3 separate regions of the Mus musculus genome follow, and regions 1 and 2 are each linked to region 3. Evidence: chromatin contacts called from public Hi-C data. All regions are on one chromosome and are shown on one strand. Each heading gives the region's core, a stretch centred on a gene start, on an enhancer-like site or on the middle of the called end of the contact. The rest is flanking DNA. Distances are from core to core; before and after follow the strand shown.

Region 1 (3,326 bases), core at 15-2,514, 130 kb before region 3:
AGGGCCTTGTGTGAGCTCTCCCTCCACTGCGCTCTGTCTGGAGACCAACCTCTTACCTCATACCCACCCAGGCCCTGGGTCTCATCCATGAACCCTGGGCGGCTGGGTCTGCCTGCCTGTGGCCTCTATCTTCACCATAACCTCAACCTCTCCCTTCAACCGGCCCAGTCGTCCATCACCAGTCTTGGAGCTGGCTGGATGACCCCTCTCTGCCTTCTGCTATCCAAATAGCAGCTGTTGAAGAGTGTGCCAACTGACCTGCTCTCAGCTCCACAAAACTCCCCAGTAACCAAGTCACCCCAAGGCCTCCTGAGATACTGCAGGATCAGGCCCATCCTCAAAGTCTCGCTCCTTCCAGTCCTCCATGGTCTTGGGAGCTCCAGAAGGCCAGGCAAATCCTACCCCAAGACTAGTGGCTCCCAAGACACTGGCTTGGTTGGTGACAAGCCCCTGTGACTCTCCAGCCCTGGGGACTTCTGAGCAATGACAGGTGACCTGAGAAGACAGAGATGACTGGGGACATCACACAGCAGGTAGCCACAGCTCAGCTAAGCACCGCTAAGCTTCTCACTGCCCTCCTTGTCCAGGTAGCCCCCTCACTTTGGGAGCTGCTGTGAGGGCAGCAGGACACGGTGCTGTGGACCGTGCTGTGGGTGGCCTCAGATCCCATTTGAGGGTTGCTGGTCTTCCTCATGCAAGAGCTTCTTCACTTTCTAGTCCTGCTCAGACCAGTTTCCTATCTACCCTCTCTCTTAATTCCAATAGCATCACCACGCTGGGGATGAGGTCTCTGGGCTTGGACTGCATTCAACCCCAATTCTTCAGATAACTGTGCTTAAGGAAAGAAAGACACTGTGTATGTGGTGGCAGTGGCCGGGATGGGGTGTGGGTATGAGGGGATTGTACTGTGCACTTGTGGCAATTCAGCCACACCCCAGGGTCTCCCATCCAGTGCCACTAACACCCTTCACACACTCTTACTTTTGACAACGAAGTCTGCAGACATTGCCAAAGCGCTATGATCCCAGCAAGGTGACTGAGGCTCAAAGCAGTGGGGCCTCTGCTGCTGGAGGAGGAGAGCTGAGGGGGTGGGAGAGGGCGGGGGGGGGGGGCTGCCTCTCCCTGAGCAGCTGCGGCTCTCACATGGTACATGCCAGACCTTCTTGTCACCAATGGGCACAGTGACTCGGCACAGCTGAGGTTCCTGTCTCACTGGGGACTTTTTCCACTTGGTCCTCTCTTGCCAAGACTTCAGACATCCTGGCCTCCTCAGACTGGGCAGAGCAGGCACAGAGTGCCTGGAGTTCCTCTGGCACAGACATGGCCCGACACTGCCTCTGGGCCTTTGTCTTCACTGGCAGCCTGCCCCAGACTTATTGGCACAGGCTGTTGGGTTTTTATTTAGCCAGTGTCAGCTAAGCAGTGCTGGGCCCGCAAACGCTGTGGATGTCAGCTAGACTGGGCTACCCGGGGCATCTCTGTGGGGGGACAGCCTAGGTTTCAGTGGTGGTCTGGTCCCATGCTGGGCTACCTCCTTTGAAGCCACTACCCACCCCTTTCCTGTGTCAGCCTACTTGGGCTCTCCCCAAAAACCCTGACCCTTCAGAATTCAAGGGATTACTCCCCAGAGTGACATGTCTAGACTGGCAGTCTCGATGTGTGACTAAGCTTTGTGTGGTGGGGACAGGGCCTGGTCTCCCCAAGGAGAAATGTTGATTAGGGAACTTGGCGTTATGGAAGACGACTGGGACCGGGCCACTTCTGGGGTACCACACACACTCTCTCCCTTCCTGGGGACAGACCTAACCCAGCACAGGGATTCAGACCTGGGTCTCTGAACTTGGAAGCCTGGGACCTGCCTGCCACTGGTCAGTCCTCAGAACAGCACCCCACACTCTCACAAATGGCTACTCTTATCCCTTTCAGACAAGTGCAGCCAGGCCAGGGGTCTTCCTGAACCTAACTAGAAAGAAGGCAAGAGTTAGGGTAGGGCCCACATGCTGTGACCTCTGGCCCCTACTGACCCTCCCTGGTCACTTAAACCCCAGGAGAGCTCATTCATACCCAGTGGCTTTTCAAGGGGTAGCTCATTTCCCCACGGTCACCCATGTGACTGATCACCCATGTGACTGGTCACTCGCTTCCCTGGCAGCTCACATGGAATCCCATTTCCCTGTGGCTCAGGTGGCTGCCTGCTCCCAATACCACCACCAGTCTGTTTCCCCATGGTCACCTACTCCTCTCGTGGCTATCCACTCCCCGTGGTGACTCCAGGACAGTGCACGCCCTATGATCAGTCCCTCACTCTCATAGCCACTCCCACAACTCCCAATGCCCACCTCCTGCCCTCCTCCAGCCCCTAGGCAGCCACATCTGAGAGTATCTCGTGCAGGACTGGCCCCAGGGACAGGGGCACTTTGCCTTTTGTCCTTATCGTTGGTCAAATTCTTTGAGTTTGGAGTTAAATAAGGAGCTCTCTGTTGTCTTTCCAGTCATAAGAATCAGCCTATTGTCACTGCAGACCGAGAAACACACTAGCCAGCTCTGTCTGGAGTCTGTCCTTTGAACGGTCACTTGGACACACTGTGCTCATGACCACAGCATGATGCTTTGGGGTCTTTTTTTTTTTTTTGGTCCCCTCTAAGTGACTTATTTCACGCACTTCAGTAGAGAGAGGGGTTTGGGGCAGGTCAGCGGTAGAGCACACACTAACTAAGATCCAGGGTACCCAAGTTCTATTCCCCTGTACTCATGTAACCCAAAGTGGTGAGTGCGGTGTGCAACTCTGACCCACTATTCGGGGAAGGAGGGATGGATGATAAGGAGTCTACACTACACAGTCACCAACACAAATCTTCAAATCTTTCCTATCTGCACGGACGCCACAGGCCAACTGAGCACCGTGCACAGCTGGGGAGTCTCCGGCTCCGTCCGACCTACTGTGGGAGACCCGGGACACAGGCAGCTCTGGCTTTGAGGCTCCTTAGTTGGTGAGACATCAGCGGACTCTGTGGAGTGGGCGTGAAGCCCTGTGGCTCATTGTAGAACCTGTGACCTAAGAGCCGTTAAAGGTGAAGACATCAGAGTCCTTCCCGCCCATCTCACGGCCACATCTGAGCTAAGAGCCACAGTGCTCCCCAAACAGTGGCTCGTCCCCAAGGTCTAGACTCTGGCTTACAACACTCTCTCGGGCAGCAGGGCAGGGCGTCTACAAAGACACACACCTAGAGCCCTGGCTTTCCCTGCAGGACTCTGAAGCTGAGGTACAAACTCACCAGTCTCTTGACTGTCAGTCACACTGTGTGTACTTATAGAACCTGAGGTCT
Region 2 (3,088 bases), core at 568-3,067, 150 kb before region 3:
CCACAGTGACAATCATTCCCTTCCTGTGGACAAGCGGTCACCATCAAATTCTGTAGAGCAAACATCTGGCAGGTGGAGAGCTGAGGCCCTCCCTGCCCCAGGGTGAGAAAGGTCTGGACCCCTCTGAAGCTGGATGCACGCTTGAGCTTCTGCTCTGGCTGACCCCTGCATCTGGTTTTACTGTAGATTTTTGCCTTTGGCCTCAGAACGAGGACTCGCGGCAGGCAGTGCTTCCACGGGGAGCAGGAGACTTAGGCCAAGGGTTGATCAGAATATAAAGCATGGATCCATCTCAGACCCTAGCTGAGCTCCTGGCCTGAGGTGACTCACTGACAAACCACACTCCTCAGGGGTGACACAGGCTGTGTGGAGGTAGGAGCCGACTGTCTCAATGAACACTGGATTGGTAGATGCCGAGGAGTGGGCTTGCGGGTCCTTCCCTGCACCTGATCCTCATGCCGATCACCCTTCTTACTGTTTATCATGTGGAAAAAGCATCAGAGAGATGGAGAGATGGGGGCGGGGAGGGGGAGGACACGACTTGGCCAGTGTGACACAGTAGGGCACGGTGAAGCTGAGACCTGGCTTCAACCAGACAGGCCCACCTGCTCCTCCTGTACCAGGTCTGAGGAGAGGTGATCCTCAGGGAGGTGCTTGGAGATGGATCTGTGGCCTACTCACATAAGTAGGAGGGGAGCCCTCACCCCAATTACCAGAGACAGCCAAGGGGCAAGGCGCCGGGTAGGCCAGCGAGCCTAGTGTGGCACACTGAGCCCAGGCAGACAACAGCTGTATCTAGGTCTCTCTGGGAGGACACAAGGCCTGGAGACACCTCAGATGCGCTGTGTCGGAAAGAGAGGGGGTCCCAGGGGAACTGTCACCTTCTGTTCCAGGTCTCCCCTGGGTCCCCTGTTTATCTAGCCAGGTGGTACAGGAGAGACAGTGAGGAGAGGCTCTCTTTGAGTGTCTGGGGAGTCGTCCCGGGTCCTGTCTGTTACAGCAGCAGCTAAGCTCAGGTGTACGTGTGGAATGAGCCACACTCTCTGCCATCTGTACCCAGAGCCTCTGTTCTCACACCCCACGCTCTCCGCTCGCCACACCCCACAGTGGGCTACGGGATCTTCACTAGCACCGCCTGGAAAGCTGCTCAGCCTTGGGCGAGTGCCCCACCCACCTCTCTGAGCCCTAGTTACTCCTCTGTGAGGGAGTGAGCCCCGGACGGACGTCACTCATGGCTGGTGCTGTGTGAAGAACACCGGCTAGGCAGCTGGCAGTGCCTATTGCTAGGTAACAGAGATAACAAACGAGCCAGGTGAGCCAGGGCATAACAGGCAGGATTCCTATACAGCAGGTGCCGGCTTTGTCCTCAGGCTGTGTCCTGAGCCTCAGTCAGGAGTCCTGGTGTCTCTGTCACGGCTCCTGCCCTGATGAACTGGTGACGCACTGAAACTGGTCCTGACGCAAGCGGAGATGCCCAAACCTGCCAGGAACAGCCCTGCTTCTCGGGCTATAGCCAGTTCTGTCTTGGCTTAGCCCTTAGACTTAGGAGCCTCTGCCAGCCCGGGACACCCCTCCTCCCAAAACTGGGGCACTGCGCCCGGCATGGCTCTGCTCACCCCATCCTCTCTGCACCTGCTGAGCCATCCAGGAGACAGGGTTGTGTATGTGCCAGCTTCTTCCATCTCAGGCTAACGACTATGCCTCCCTTCACCCCACTGCTGCTGACTGTGAACACCTGAGGGCAGGACAGAGCTTCCCAAAGGGGCCTGATGTCACAGTCAGGAGGGGCAAGTCCTACCCACAGGAGATGACTACCCAGGCACTGACTCTGGAGTCCAGAGAGGGCGCTGTTGGGTCCCAGGTAGTCCCTGATGCTCACAGCGCCAAAGCGTCCGAAACACACGCTTATAATGTCAGCTAGGATGATTCCCTCTGGAGCAGTGACTGTCCCTCAGTGACAGAGGGCAGTTTTAGGATCCCCAGCTTGGCTTGGCATGTATGTCCGTGAGTGTGCGTGTGCGTGTAAAACCCTTGCTTGTTTGCATAGAGACCAAGCAGTCCTCTGGGTACATTAAGTTACTCCAGGCGACTGAGTGTCCCTGGAAGGATGTAAGTGAGCTGGGACTAGTTACACAGTCTCACTTAGGCTAACAAGAGGCCCAGCAGACATGGGAATGCTTGCCTCTTGGGCTCTGAGGGTGGCTGAGCCCCAGGACACTGAACTCTGATCCCCAGGCTGGCTAGGTTTGGTCTTCCCTCCCTCTTAAGAGTGTCGGGGCTCTGTATAAAGCTCAAGGACGCTCTCCTGCACCTCTCATGCTTAGCTTCCCCCAAAGCTGGGGAGTTTGGGCACACAGAGAGCACCCAGCAGAGAGCTGGCGGGGGAGGCGTCATGCGGAGACAGCAAGCTCACTATGTCAAGCCTTCCAGCCAGAGACTATGTCAAGCCTGGACTGCCCAGGAGGCACCCTGTGCTGGCTCATCACACCTGAGGAGCCAGATGGGGCTCAGGCCATGGGAGAGGCCTCAGTGTCCGGTTGCTTCATGGCCTCCCATGGCACTCCCAAGACTACATGGCCCAAGTGCTAGTGGCCTGTTGGCGAGAGGGTAGGATTGTCACCTCCTTCCATCTAGATCACAGCCCCAAGGGGGCATCTTTCCTACCCCTCTGTCCTGGTGGACACTCCGTTAAGCAGCAGCTGCCTTTCTTCACTCTGTCTCACCTGGCTTCTCAATGGCCTTAGGAGGCCTGACCTGCCACCACATAGCCTAGCTGTCTCCCCTGAATTGTCTTCCACCTCCTTGCTCCCCCAAACCGGTACCCACTCAGCCCCTAGCTATGGAGATTAAGACAGCTCCCAGCTCCGCCTCACATAGTGGGGTTCCTCTGGGGAGCCCACAGAATCATACCTGACACTTCCTGCTCCCTCTGGGAAGACAGCAGGAGCCACTTCTAGGGGCAGCTTTGCTAGGCCCTCAGGCTTGGGCCCATCCTCACGTCTACCTCAAATGTGCAAATTCCTAGCTTCCCTTCAGCCCAAACCTTCACGAGCTCCTGGTCCCCCCCCCCCCCCCCCCCCCGAGTCTC
Region 3 (3,407 bases), core at 135-2,634:
TTCTCTGTGATAACTCCAGCTTGTGTCAAGTTGACACACAAAACTAGCCAATACACTCTTTTAATAGACATCTTATCTCTAACAATTTGTCACCTCCTTTGTCACCCTTCAACCCTACACTCTGGATCTTTCACCCTGGTAGCAATATTCCTTCAGCCCATCCCAACCGACCCACAGCTGAGGTCTGACCGCTAAGGCCCTGATGGTCTTCTGCCTAAAGTACATTTGACTCTGTGGTAACAATCACACCTAGGACTCCCCTTACATCTGGAGGGGTCCCAACTTTAGTTGAGTCTTCCCTACCCTACCAGCTGGTGGGATGAGAGGGTGGGAGATGGCGGATGTTTCTGGTGCTGCTGCTGGGGTCCAGTCACCTTTGCTTACTAGGGAAGGTGCATTGGCTGTGCCTGGGGCAGAACTGCTGACTTCAAGACAAAGCCTGCAGGCATATGGGGTGACCTGGCCCTCTTGCTGGCTGGGATGCTTTTTGTGACAAAAGTTGCTCATGAGCACCTAGGAACATAATGAGACGAGGCGGTGGAAAACAGGTCGGGCTGCTGGGAGAGGTCACCCTTGACCTGCTCTGTCAGTCTGCAAGAATGTTCCCTCTCCCTGAGTTTTCAGTGACTCCCTGGCAGGAGGCTGCAGAGGGGCACCCAAGGGAGGGTAGTTCATTTTTATGGTTCTCCACACTTGGGCGACCTTGCTCTGACCTCTTTATTTTCCAGCTGTTTTAAAGATGTGTTTTTATGAGGCCCTCCCCAGAGTCCCAGCTACCACCATGAGCTCAGATTCCAGAGTCACCAGAAAATAAACTCTGGGAATTTGGTTCATATTAGAACCATCACTGTCCCCGTGACCTCATCGGACACCTGTTCTAGGCCTCAGCCACGGTCTTTCCTGTGACTCATCTCCTGTAGTTGCTCACTGGAAGTATTGAGGCTAAAGGAGGCTTGGTGCCACCATCCTCTGTGAATGTCAGCCTTCATTGCCACTGGGGGAGTTTGGGAAATAAGAAAGTCGTGAGTTTAAAAAGACAGGGAAGAGAAAACATAATCCACAGAGCATGGACTGGCACAGAGAAGAGGCAAAAAATGGCTTGTGTGTTGATTTGGCGCAAGATGCGAATTTTTATAGTTCCCTGGCCATGAGAAGTTCCTGCTATTCTTTCCCACAGGCCTGGACTTACCCCTTGCCCAAATTCCCCATCGCATTGGTGTAGGACATGTTTATCTAATGTGAGATTCGGGGCTGCCCCCTTTTCTGGTCCTGGGCTCATTCGTGTAACAGACAAGGTTCCAGTTCTTAGTGTTCTGTGAGGCACCAGTGAGCAGCTTGGGGAGAGGCCCTACAGCTTCCTGCTTTTCTCATGCTGATGAATTCTGAGGCACTTGGTTCTAAAACGGATGACAACTGTTTCTTACAGAGGTGACTGCAGGGTAAGGGGTGAGAGCAGGCCGAGCCTGGCTCTCTTCCACCGGCTTGTGAAGTGACTCATGAGGTTGCTCTCGGGGCAAAGCTGGGCTCCACCTTGAGCTCAATTCAGAGCTGGAGGCCCCTCGTGAAAACAGGTGCCTGCTGCAGACAGCAAGCCTGGAGCTCAGCGTCTCTCTGTGCTGGCAACCTGGGGTCCAGAGCAACCCATCTACCTCCAAGGCGCCACATCTCCCTGTTGCTCTCTAGATTTGGACCCTTTCAATACTCAGAACTGTTAGACGACAGCCTGGAAGGTAAAGGCCTGAGTGCGCAGGTGCTGTGATATCTCTGATGAAGTCCCAGCTTCCATTGAGGAACAGGGTAGGAGGGATGGAGGAACACAGAGGGCGAACCTGGTCAGTTCCTCAAGGTAAACCCAAGAGGATTGGTTAGTCCTTGCGTTAGTCAATGTTCTGTTGCTGTGAGGAGACACCATGGCCAAGGCAACTACTGTAAGAGAAAGCATTTAACTGGGGGCCAGCTGGCTTACTGTTTCAGAGGTTTAGTCCATTATCATTAAGGGGAAGCATGATGAGAGGCAGGCAGGCAGGCACTGGACCAGTAACTGAGAGTTACATCCTGATCTGCAGGGGGTAAGAGGAGTGGGGAGACAGACAGACAGACAGACAGACAGACAGACAGACAGACAGGGACTGGTATGGGCTTTGGAAACCTCAAAGCCGACTCCTCAGTGATGCACTTCCTCCAACAAGGCCACACCTCCGTGTCCTCCTAATCCTTTGAAACAGTTCTACTCCCTAAACATTCGAAGTCTGAGCCTATGGGAGCCATTACTTATGCAGACCACCACAGGCTTCATCTTCCCTGTTCATAAGAATCCAGTAGGGAGACACTTAAACTGTAGCTTCAGTGTCCTGTCCTGCCAAGAGGGGTTTACTCCTGCCTCAGGTTCACTCCAAGAAACACTGACATAGAAGAATAATGTAAAGCCAGGAATGGTGGTGGACACCTGTAATCTCAGTATTCCTGGGTCTGAGGCAGGGGGAATCCCAAGAGTTTGAGGCCAGCTTGTGCTACACAGTTACCCAGTGAGTGCAAAGCTGGTCTGGGCTTCAGAATTATAGAAAGCAGGACAAAAGGCTTCTGTTAAAAAAGGCAGCCCAGGGAGCATGGAGCAGCCCAGGAGCAGCCCAGGGAGCACGGAGCAGCCCAGGGAGCACAGAGCAGCCCAGGGAGCACAGAGCAGCGAGGGGAGCACAGACCAACTCAGGGAGCACAGAGCAGCGAGGGGAGCACAGAGCGGCCCAGGGAGTCCTCTGAGTCTGCTGAGTCCTCTGAGCCTGGTAGCTAAATGCTGTTGTTCTTCTAGAATTATTCTTGCCTGGCTCAGGAATTCTGCCATGGACCAGGACTGGAGCAGAGACAGACCCACTCCAAAGCCCTCACACAGTGTGACTACTTGTTACATGTAGACACTGTGGGCAGTATGGTTGCTCAGCATTAAACAGCAGAACCTCAGAGTTAAACAAAGGTCTCAAGCCCTTGACACTCAGGGAGATGAGTCGGGCACAGAACAAGGGGATGCAAGCTGCGTGTTTTACAAAGTCTTCTGGCTTCTCTGTTGGCTCTTGTTGCCTATCAGTGCTGCTGTGACTGACCCAGTAAGGACTTTCTTCCTGGGAGACCCAGTAAGGACTTTCTTCCTGGGAGCCCTGTGCTCATTCTCCATCAGGTATGTGGAGATTTGTCACACTGTCCCCTCAGAGAGTGCATTTTGAGAGAACACGGTCATTCCCCCGGTACACATGCACTGGTTCATTCTCTTTGGTCTTTTGATGGACACATGTGCCTCTCAGTGTCATGCGGCCTGGGGACTGCTGAGCTGGCATGTTTGCTAAGGTATGTGTGGTGGTTTGATTGAGAATGTCCCCTCTAGTCTCATATATCTGGATGCTTAGGAAGTGACACTA

Evidence for each region. Hi-C and Micro-C count contacts between places; a contact is called where the count stands out from the background.
Region 1: a Hi-C map of muscle stem cells shows a contact between it and region 3, with 2.1 times the contacts expected there. The contact joins two enhancer-like sites. A contact is called at or near these places in 2 of 484 Hi-C or Micro-C datasets (both in muscle stem cells) and 4 of 115 datasets of contacts at active chromatin or transcription factors (acute myeloid leukemia, embryonic stem cells, pancreatic cancer cells and 1 more).
Region 2: a contact with region 3 is called in a Hi-C map of muscle stem cells, with 2.3 times the contacts expected there. The contact joins two enhancer-like sites. A contact is called at or near these places in 1 of 39 promoter capture datasets (hippocampal neurons), 2 of 15 datasets of contacts at CTCF or cohesin (large pre-B cells and pro-B cells), 3 of 484 Hi-C or Micro-C datasets (embryonic fibroblasts, muscle stem cells and uterus), 7 of 115 datasets of contacts at active chromatin or transcription factors (the HPC-7 cell line, embryonic hindbrain, embryonic stem cells and 3 more) and 1 of 9 other capture datasets (adipose tissue).

What each region holds. Positions count from the first base shown.
Region 1 is chr2:173,256,522-173,259,847 of GRCm38.p6, forward strand. All of the region lies in intron 1 of Pmepa1 (prostate transmembrane protein, androgen induced 1), which reads right to left. Among named protein-coding and RNA genes, the nearest start is that of Pmepa1, 18 kb to the right of the region's middle. Within about 2 kb of position 1,265, at least 139 of the 459 cell types and tissues checked have an H3K27ac peak or open chromatin away from gene starts, as enhancers often do. A contact at or near this core is called in muscle stem cells and pancreatic cancer cells, where this site is marked.
Region 2 is chr2:173,231,069-173,234,156 of GRCm38.p6, forward strand. All of the region lies in intron 2 of Pmepa1 (prostate transmembrane protein, androgen induced 1), which reads right to left. Among named protein-coding and RNA genes, the nearest start is that of Zbp1, 14 kb to the left of the region's middle. Within about 2 kb of position 1,818, at least 32 of the 459 cell types and tissues checked have an H3K27ac peak or open chromatin away from gene starts, as enhancers often do. A contact at or near this core is called in muscle stem cells and pancreatic cancer cells, where this site is marked.
Region 3 is chr2:173,384,532-173,387,938 of GRCm38.p6, forward strand. No RefSeq gene overlaps it. Among named protein-coding and RNA genes, the nearest start is that of Gm14642, 8.2 kb to the right of the region's middle. Within about 2 kb of position 1,385, at least 72 of the 459 cell types and tissues checked have an H3K27ac peak or open chromatin away from gene starts, as enhancers often do. A contact at or near this core is called in muscle stem cells and pancreatic cancer cells, where this site is marked.